Regions from separate parts of the Anas platyrhynchos genome. Here region 2 is linked to region 1. A link is a contact called in public Hi-C data. All regions are on one chromosome and are shown on one strand. Each heading gives the region's core, a stretch centred on a gene start, on an enhancer-like site or on the middle of the called end of the contact. The rest is flanking DNA. Distances are from core to core; before and after follow the strand shown. Region 1 overlaps LOC140002117 (a long non-coding RNA gene). Region 2 has its middle 16 kb from the start of TOMM20.

Region 1 (4,448 bases), core at 617-3,116:
CGTCTGCACACTTGTTTTCCTAAGGAGTCAGCACTTCCTTGTCCCAGCCAGAAGTGGAAGTGTTAAGCTATTGTGAGCGGCTGCTTGTTTTTATGAGTACTTTCTCAGCAATGGGTGTTTCTGTGAACCACACTAACGCTCCAGCTGTCTATAAGTCAACACACGTTTCCCAATGCCTTCTGCATTTGTTTGAGGGCTGTGCCAATAGTGCATTCATTAAAAGAGAAGTGGGTCTGTGGACAAGAAAATACTGAAAGAAAATCCTTCTGAGTTATTTTTCTCCCTTATTTCTTCTGGCCATCTCCACAGCACGTGCCCAGCAGCATGACTGACACCCCCAGACGTCCTTCACAAGACGCAGGAAGGATGAGAAGCTGCTGGCAGGGCAGCAGGGAACATCCCATCCCACCCTGTTTGGGGTGAAGGCAGGTAACAGCAGCCTGCATTAGCCTGGGCTGCAGGGACAGCCTGTGTTTAGTCTATTTGCCTTTGAGAAACAGAGTTAAGAAGGAATGAAGTCAAACAGATACACATTATGGCATATCTATAATGGCTCTGAAATTGCTGGACTTTAGGGCACAGTTAATCTACAACCTGGCTAACTTACCCCAAGGTAACTGAGGCAGCAGCCAATGGGCACCATCCTCGTGCTTCTGTGCAAGCCCCTGCACACAGCAGAGACTCAGCCACAAAGGTCTGCAGGATGAAACCTTACATACCAGTGCACATGCTCCACACCATCAGGCCAAGCTGCACCCCAGAATCAGCACCACAAGGTGCACTGGGCCAGCAGCACCCCACAGCATGGGGCATCGTGCCCAGGGGGGCCTCGTGCCAGCACTCAGCCCAGCTGTGGGATCACACTTATCAGAGCCCTTTAAAAACAATGCTCCCACATGAAAGTTTCCAGTGAGAACCAAGCATCTGGGGGAAAACACTCTCAGGAGGAGACTAAAACAGAAACAGGCATAAAGGAGCCGATTCCCATCTGGCTGATAGCAGATGCAGAGGTCCGGGCTGTTTTCCTGGAGCAGTAGGCCTAACATTTTCTCTGCATCTGTGTAGAAAGCACCTGGACACATGGTATCTGAAGGGACAACATGCAGGAGCATGCCACAACCAAGGGAAAAGAAGGTTTTGTAGCTCCAAAAATGACTATGTTGTGAACTACTGCAGAGTTGCACTTAGATTCCAGCATTAATCCCAAGCTGAACCATTAGCTGTCCTGCAACTGTATCTAATAAAGTGCAGTCATGCTGCATTTGCATCTCTTCCACTTCCCAATCAAGCCACTTCCATTTACTGGCAAAAGTTGCATGAGAAGCCATAAATCTACTGGGAGCAAAGGTGCAGCAGCAATAACACTGTGCACAAAATGGGCTGCACGCAGAGCTTCCCTCCAGCCCCAGCACGCTGAGCCCAGTGCCTACCCCACATGCTCTCATCCCTGTTAGGATGTATGCCTGTGGGTACATGAAACTGATTTTTTTCCCCACCCTGTGGCAAGCAGCTGCTTCTGCCCAGATCCCTCCTTATAGCCTCCAGCCTCCCCAAACAGCCTTTTTTTTCCTGCTCCCTCTAAGCCTACAGTTTCACATCAGGGTGCATGTAGTCACCCTCTGGTCCCACCAGCCCAACACAGGCATGTGTCCAGTCCAAATCCCAAAGCCAGCATGGCAGCTAACACCCAGAGCAGCAGCAGAGGTTGGGAGGATGAGGGCATCCTCACACGTGAGGCCACAGGTCCCCATGTCTGCACTGCAGCTACCTGCCTGCATGGTGAGGCCTCCACACCACGCTTGCTGCACCTGCTCTCTGGGGTTATCAGCCTCCAAGGCTGTGAAACTGGTAATCTATAAAAAGCATGAGTCACAAAGTCTCATATCCTTCTCCGGTTTAAAGTGTTTCCTAGAACTGCACCGACTGCAAGGCCTTGAAGGCTCGACTGTTTACTGAAATAAAAAAAATTCCCCCTTCTGCTCTTGTGCAATGCCGCCCGAAACAAGTCTGTTTTGCTTTGTCTCATGTTTAAAAAGTTCCTCAGCAGAAAATAGGTAGTAATGAGAGAGGAAATGGGAAAAGGGGAGCTGCAGCAACCAAAAAGCTCACCTATTATAACACGAAGTGCACTCCTACTAGCTCAAGGAGGCAGAAAGTCTTCTGCCTTGCCTACCCTGCATGGACAAGCAGACAACTGAGAACAGGCAGGGCAGACATTTCTACACATTTAGCCCATTAGGACAAGGAACAGGAGAATATGCTGGCACCGTGTGACCTCAGAGACATCACCAAAGGGAAAGGTGACACAAACATCCTGAAAGTTTGTCTCTGCATCCCAAGGTGGACCCACCTCCCCATCACAGCAGAGCACAAGGGCAGTGACACAGCCCCAGGTGCAGGAGCAGAGCAAACACGCTCATGGCAGCCTGCGCACAGGGGCACCAGGGAGCTGGGCAGGTGTTCCCCCACAGCTGGGGGCTAACAACAGCACCCCTGGGCTCCATAAGCCTTGCATGGGTGGTACACACCTGACAAGTATGCTGCACTTGGAGTGAGCTGTTCCACTGCTTTCTGCTCTGCTGGGGAGCCAAAACGTGACAGTACTCCCGTGAGATTGCTGTTCCTTGGTCATGTAGTCCAGAAATATTTTTCTTTTTTTTTTTCTCCAGAGGAATAAATGTGTTCTTTACATGCAAGTGAAAACAGTTAAAAACTTTCATGCATTCAGCTCTCTGTGCTCAAAGAGTGCCAATGGGAGAGGAGCTAGGTTCTCATTCTCTCTCCCCAGCCTTATCTGCTGCTTGATTACACCAAGAAGCCCTTTCATAAGACTCTAGTAGGATGCCAGTGCATGTAGCCCAGGCCACTGAAGTATCCCCCAGCCTCAGGAAAACCTGGCAACCCACGATGTTTTAGCACAAGCTCGGAGCCAGTATACTACAGGACAGGGATAGCACTTCCCAGGGCAGGAAGCACTCCTGAAGCTGCTGAGAACCCACTGTTACCCTCATTGCTGTCCCACTCTTGATCACAGTGAGATAAACCTTTGTTTAAAGCCCAAACTCCCATGAGAAGCTGTCCAGGAGGCAGACCCTCCACCTCTCCTCCAGCAGCCATCTTGTCACCTCGTATCAAGCTGCAGCAGCCCATGTGGGCAGGAGGGCTGACCAGGCCCTGCTCCCTCCAGCAGCAGGCACCCTCTCCAGTTTCTCTGAACTTCACCTCTATTTGCTCTTGTTGTTAGCTCCTAAGCAGGAACAAAACAGCAGAAGCGCCGTTTAGTCAGTTTTGGTATTGCACAACTGAAAGAAAATAGGAAAGCACCCGCAGGAACTGAGCCAAGTCAATAATGGAGACAGATTAAGCAATACGTGCACCTGGCTGTCAGAAGTGCAAGATACTCTCTCTTTAGTAATTACAGAGCAATTATGAAGTTAACAGCAACTCCAATAAGGACATATATTTCACAATACAATTTTGTTCACAATCCATCAGGAACAGTCACTCCAAGGAGATACAGCTCTGAAACTAAACTGTCCTCATCCCTGCAGGCATAATCCTCTAAACACCAGTCTTTGGTGGGGTAGGATCTTGCACTAGGTCATAATTAAGTGATTACTTATTAACAGGATGTAATTGAAGCTTTACTTCAATGTGACTTAAAAATCCCACTTTTAAGATAGGTAATAAAAACCATGATAAAATGTAGAGCTTGGGTATTGGGTTTTAGAAAGCGCAGTAAGCCTGTCATTCTGCAAATCCAACAACAGATTGTAGCTGGGTTTCAAGACATCTGAACACACAGAAGCCTGTTCTGGATGTTGAGGATGAAAAGCTTCATATTTGTGCCCTCTTTGTAGTGGTAAAGTGGGATGATCTCAGTCTACCCACTCTATCCAAAGAGTGAACAGGGCACGAACTACAACAAGGGCCAGAACAGATCGATGCCTGAATTTAAGATACTAAATCAAACTCAGGTCTGCTGAGGTCCATAACATCTGACTTGCACTGACATTCATCTTGGCTTCAAACTATCGATTTCATGCCTGGTCTAAGAGAAGAAGCAGCCTGCCTTGTTCTCCACACCACACAGCAGCACGGAGCACAGGCCTTCTGCTGTGGCACAGCACTGCCATGGCTCACAGCCAGCAGCACCGAGCATTGCCTCATCACCGTTTGCCTACGGGGACCAGAGGTTACGGAGCAAGTGACTCAGGTTGGCTGCTCCAGCACCCAGCCTGACCTCCTGCCTGACACAGGCTGCCCCAGCACACGCAGCAGAGCCTGCGGGGACGCCCCTCGGTACTGAGGAACCACTTCCCAGCACTGCAGGTGGCTATCAGCCGTCCTTCCCACTGCCATACACCCACTGAGGCAGGAGGTGACATTTTAGCAGACACTCTGCTCCCCCCACCTTGCTCCGCCTCTGCAGTGCACTGTGGACAAGC
Region 2 (4,448 bases), core at 760-3,259, 79 kb after region 1:
AAGAGAGCAGAATTGGCAAATGAAAATATTGCTCCTGGCACGCGAGTACTTCCATATTGATTCAACACTTAAAAATGCACTGAAGTGCGGATGCCCTTTCTTCAAACCCTCCAGCAAATTCACTTTCTCTCTTGGCACTCTCTTCTCTCTCCTCACTCCTCAGCTAGTTTACCCTGATGGCAACAGCTCCTACCTACATCAGCTTCTCAACTGCTGGGCCCTGCTGGTCTCTGTGCTGCCTCCTCTCGTTCCCTCTTCGGCTTCACCTCCTAGTTAAAGTGCTTCTAGTGGAGGAGCTGAAACTTCTCCCCTTCCAGAACAACTGCTCTGCAACATAACACACCACAGGCCTGATTATCCTAGCAAAAGCAGGGAGAAATCCTTGCTGAGGTCTTGGTCTGGGAGGGGACACATTGTCATGCCTCATGCTACTCACCTGCCCCTGGCCCTGCCTGCCCCGGGACCAGAGGCAGGACTGCAAGCTGGCCAAGTCAGGGTAGCTGTTCTCAAGTCAGAGGCTCCGCAACGAGTATTTGGCTTCAACATATCATATGACTTTGTTCTTCGAGTTACATTTTAACTGAGAAAGTTTAACAAGTATGACTTATGGGCTTCTAAAATTGGCAGCAGAAAAATGAGCTGAGGAAGTCATGGAAAAAAACCACAAGCGAAGCCATTCCATGTTATGCACAATTTCTGGGCTCTTTTTCCAATCTTCTGTTTTTTTGGACGGTGGAAAATATTTTCCAGCTACACAGGCCTGGCCTCACTGAGTACGTATTTATGCCAAGTTTATAAAAAGCAGCTGCAGACAGGGTTGAATGAAAGGATTACACTGCTGTCTGTCTTCCAGAAGGTGCTTCAGTTCACACCCTGTCCCACAGAGTGAGGCTCGTTTCTCAAATCTCCATGAATTTACGTAAAGAGGGACAAAATTTGAGCCTTGCAATACAAACAAGTATGGCTGTGCATGTGAAAGGCCATGGGTGTATGCGTATCTACCTAGCTAGCAGTGGTTCCTAGCTGCTGCTGATTTGGGCTTTCAGTGCTGGAAGTTCACCACTGCTCCTCAGACCTCTCTGCACCCTGCAGCCCAGCCCATCTGCCATGAATACAACAATGGGGAGAGGGCTTCCAGGCTCAGGACCCTGGTTTCAGCGTACAGCTGCCGCCTGCTTCACGTATACCTGCTCACAAGCTGCTCCCACTCAAATTCAGGCTTCACCAACCTCACGTACAGCGAGGCTGCCAGGTTCTGAGTCCAAGAGGGATCGCTGTAATGATGCAGCCTGACCTCCTCCACAGTGCACTGCCACAGAATTTCAATCTGGAGCCTGCACAGCAGAGGCATAACCTTAATTTTCAGCCGTGTCTTGTCAGAGCCTTGGCCTGATACACCAGTCAGCAGAGGAGAGTTACAAATAATTCTTCACTCTCCTAAGCAGAATAGCTCCAGGGGAGGGGGGGGGGGGGGGCTGCAGGGAGGACACAAACAGAAAGTAAATGGATATAAAAAAGGTAAGGTAGGTGGTAAACTGCAGATCATATATTACAGATCCGTACCCTGCTGTTTTTGCAGTCAAGTATCTTAGAATAACAGTACTGAGAACGACAGTGTTACATCAGGAATATCGGTCAAGACAATATTTCCTGGCAATTGTTTGAGAAATGCTTTTCTCACAGCTAATTGCTCCCAAGAGGCTGTGTTTTCTCTGTTTTTAGAAGGCGAGCGATTAAGAAAGAAGGTTTTTAAACCTCTGCACCCTGCTGTGGGACAAAGAACTAAGGGGGGGGGAAAAAAGGCAAAAAGAAAGAAAAGAAAGAGGCACAACAGCTGTAATGTTCTATGAAATGATTTTGTTCTGTTCTCTTGCCGGGGTGGTGGGTGCAATCATCAGTTTGGCAGAGATAAATACAGAAAAAGCAAGAATTTTACAGGGACGGGGAGTCCCAGCTCCGAGAGTACCACATTGCCATCTAGCGGCACAGCCCCTGGCAAGCCCCAATACCTGGGGCTCTGCGAGCTCCCAACCTCACCTCCCTGTGCCTGTGCACGCAGCAGGCACCTCCGTGAAAACGGGGCTGAGTTTCCTTCCAGCGTTTTACAACCGAGCTCGACAACTGCAAAACCACTTGGTCTGTAACCGGTAGGTGTAGGGAGGCAAGGCGAAAAGGGGAAAATGCCCCCAAAAGGAAGTTTAAGAGCAACTTGGCTTTGCTGTGAAAAGCTGGTGTTTACACCGAGGCCTGCAGATTGACGTCGCCCATTGCTGCCACACACAGAGCTACAGCAGCCTTGTCATGTTCTCTGTTGTACGGACAGATGTCTGCAGCAAGACAAGGGCTTGTCCCAAGGTGATGGGCACGAATCTAGAGCTGATGCCCTATACCCAACCGCATCAGACCAAATACCTCCGCACCGCGTGCTCTGACGCTAGCTCTCCAGTAAGTACCTCGCTGCTGACACATTTCCCTTTTATTCTGAACAGAACACAAATGTTAGCCTTTCAACACTGAAAAAAAGAAAAGCCAAAATACCAAGTCCCCCAAATAGCAAAAGAAAGGCACTTTACTTTTGGAAGACACCCAGCAAAGGACAGCAAATTGATTATTTTGTATGACCTTCAGGTGGCAAGTTGAAAAGAAAAAGCAGCTTGGTCCACGTGAATTCTGATGTTCACTGAGAGGTGTGACGCTGGAAAGTTCTGGCCACAGCAGAACCCTGCTTATCTGGGAAACAAAACCAGTCCTAGCGCCTGAACTCCACCAGGAGAGACTGTCATTTTGGGGGGCAATGGAAGAAGCCTTGCACCAGGAATCCAAGACCGCCCACAGACCTCTGCCTTTTGGCGACATGCGTTCTGCTCTTGCACTTCCCACTGGAAATACATGACCACTATCACACCTTAAATGGGATGAAAGGTGATTAGCAGGAGATTGCGTTTGGCCCCGGCGTGAAGAATGGTATGTCTAGCTAATCATTAGCTCCATGCCTTTGGTCCCTGGATCCTGTGAGGCTTCCTAGGAGCACAGCTGTTCTGTTTATGCCCTAAATAGCCATATTAATGAAGGTGATATTCTGTGATAGTAGCAAAAATAACTTTCTTTGCCAAGAAAGGAAAATGCAGTTAAGTTCCCCAAAACAAATCTAATGCATGCTGCTCCAGTAAATCAGTCTTACAGCAGCCCTTCCTCAAAAGCCCCGAGGGAGAACCTATAGGAATACTTTGATGACTACGGATGCTACAGTGACCCATGAATGCTTTGTAGAGTATTTACAAAGTCCCTGCTGAATCAATCAACAGCAAAGCTTGTGTTGTCACCCCCTGTGATAAGCATGCAAGATCTGGAACATAACTAGAAGTTGGGGAAGCAGAATTTGAACAGTGAATTTTAGAAAAGGAGAGGTCATGAAGGAACCTGAGCCTGAACCACTGCTGGTTGTGAGACTGCAATCCATTTTCTAAAAACTTTTATTTAAAATCAGGGAGACACCTGCTTTTATCGAAAACGTGCTGCCCAAGGCAGGAGACGTTGACTAGGAAAAGATCTACAGCATGATGACAGATACTATCAGGTCTGCTGGAAGCTTCTGAGGGCAGCCCATCATTCTCTTCCCTGAGACTTGGCAGTCTTGTAACAAACACCATCCTGGAAACAACAAAAATGAAGGCAGGGATTCCACACAGAAGTCGTTTTCTCTGCTTCACATTTTACGACAAAAAGAATGGGAAGAATACTGCCCTAGTATCAATAAATTCCATCCTGGGGCCTCTGTGTGCTCTAGAAAACCAATTTAAATTATCAGCACTTACTTCCTTAGTTGCTCAGAGAAGCCAAGGAACTGAAGTGCTTCGTCCAAGCTCTCACTAAGAATCAGACAGCCCGCTGGTTCGTGAAGGTAGCAGGTCACACCAGCCTGGTATCTGACCTGCCCACAGCACACAGCCAGCTCCCTTCAGGCATATACTTCTGTCCTTCCCAGGTACCACCTCAAAAGCAAAAAAAGGAGGATACAGCCATCCTGGTCAACAGGTAACATCTGCTCCAACCATGAGGCCTTTGCGTGTCAGAAGTTTTAAGGCATCTGCATTATTTTTAAGGATGGGTCAACTGGCCAAGACTGGGCTACAACATTCTCACAGTAAGTACCTCTCCAGTTTTCAAACTTTTCATCAGGTCCTCACGCAGTTTCAGTCTGTGATCCAACATGTAAGACGTTGGCTCACTGCACTGCTTTCCGATCTGTTTGCTTTATTTATGTTTGCTTAATACCTATGTCCTGGCTTTCCTTTTTGCATGATGGGGTCATCAAACTTAAGATACTGCGGCATAGTCTGATTAGTAACTTTTGACAACACGGTCACAGTTCCTTTTGAAGTTGCTACCAAACAGCAAGCCAAATTTTTTGAAAGATTGCTGCTTACATTTGCAGTGCAGAATCTGCT

The links. Hi-C and Micro-C count contacts between places; a contact is called where the count stands out from the background.
Region 2: a contact with region 1 is called in a Hi-C map of skeletal muscle, with 2.7 times the contacts expected there. The contact joins two enhancer-like sites. A contact is called at or near these places in 2 of 8 Hi-C or Micro-C datasets (liver and skeletal muscle).

What each region holds. Positions count from the first base shown.
Region 1 is chr3:26,866,200-26,870,647 of IASCAAS_PekinDuck_T2T, forward strand. All of the region lies in intron 1 of LOC140002117 (a long non-coding RNA gene), which reads right to left. Among named protein-coding and RNA genes, the nearest start is that of IRF2BP2, 77 kb to the left of the region's middle. Within about 2 kb of position 1,867, at least 5 of the 8 cell types and tissues checked have an H3K27ac peak or open chromatin away from gene starts, as enhancers often do.
Region 2 is chr3:26,945,537-26,949,984 of IASCAAS_PekinDuck_T2T, forward strand. No RefSeq gene overlaps it. Among named protein-coding and RNA genes, the nearest start is that of TOMM20, 16 kb to the right of the region's middle. Within about 2 kb of position 2,010, at least 4 of the 8 cell types and tissues checked have an H3K27ac peak or open chromatin away from gene starts, as enhancers often do.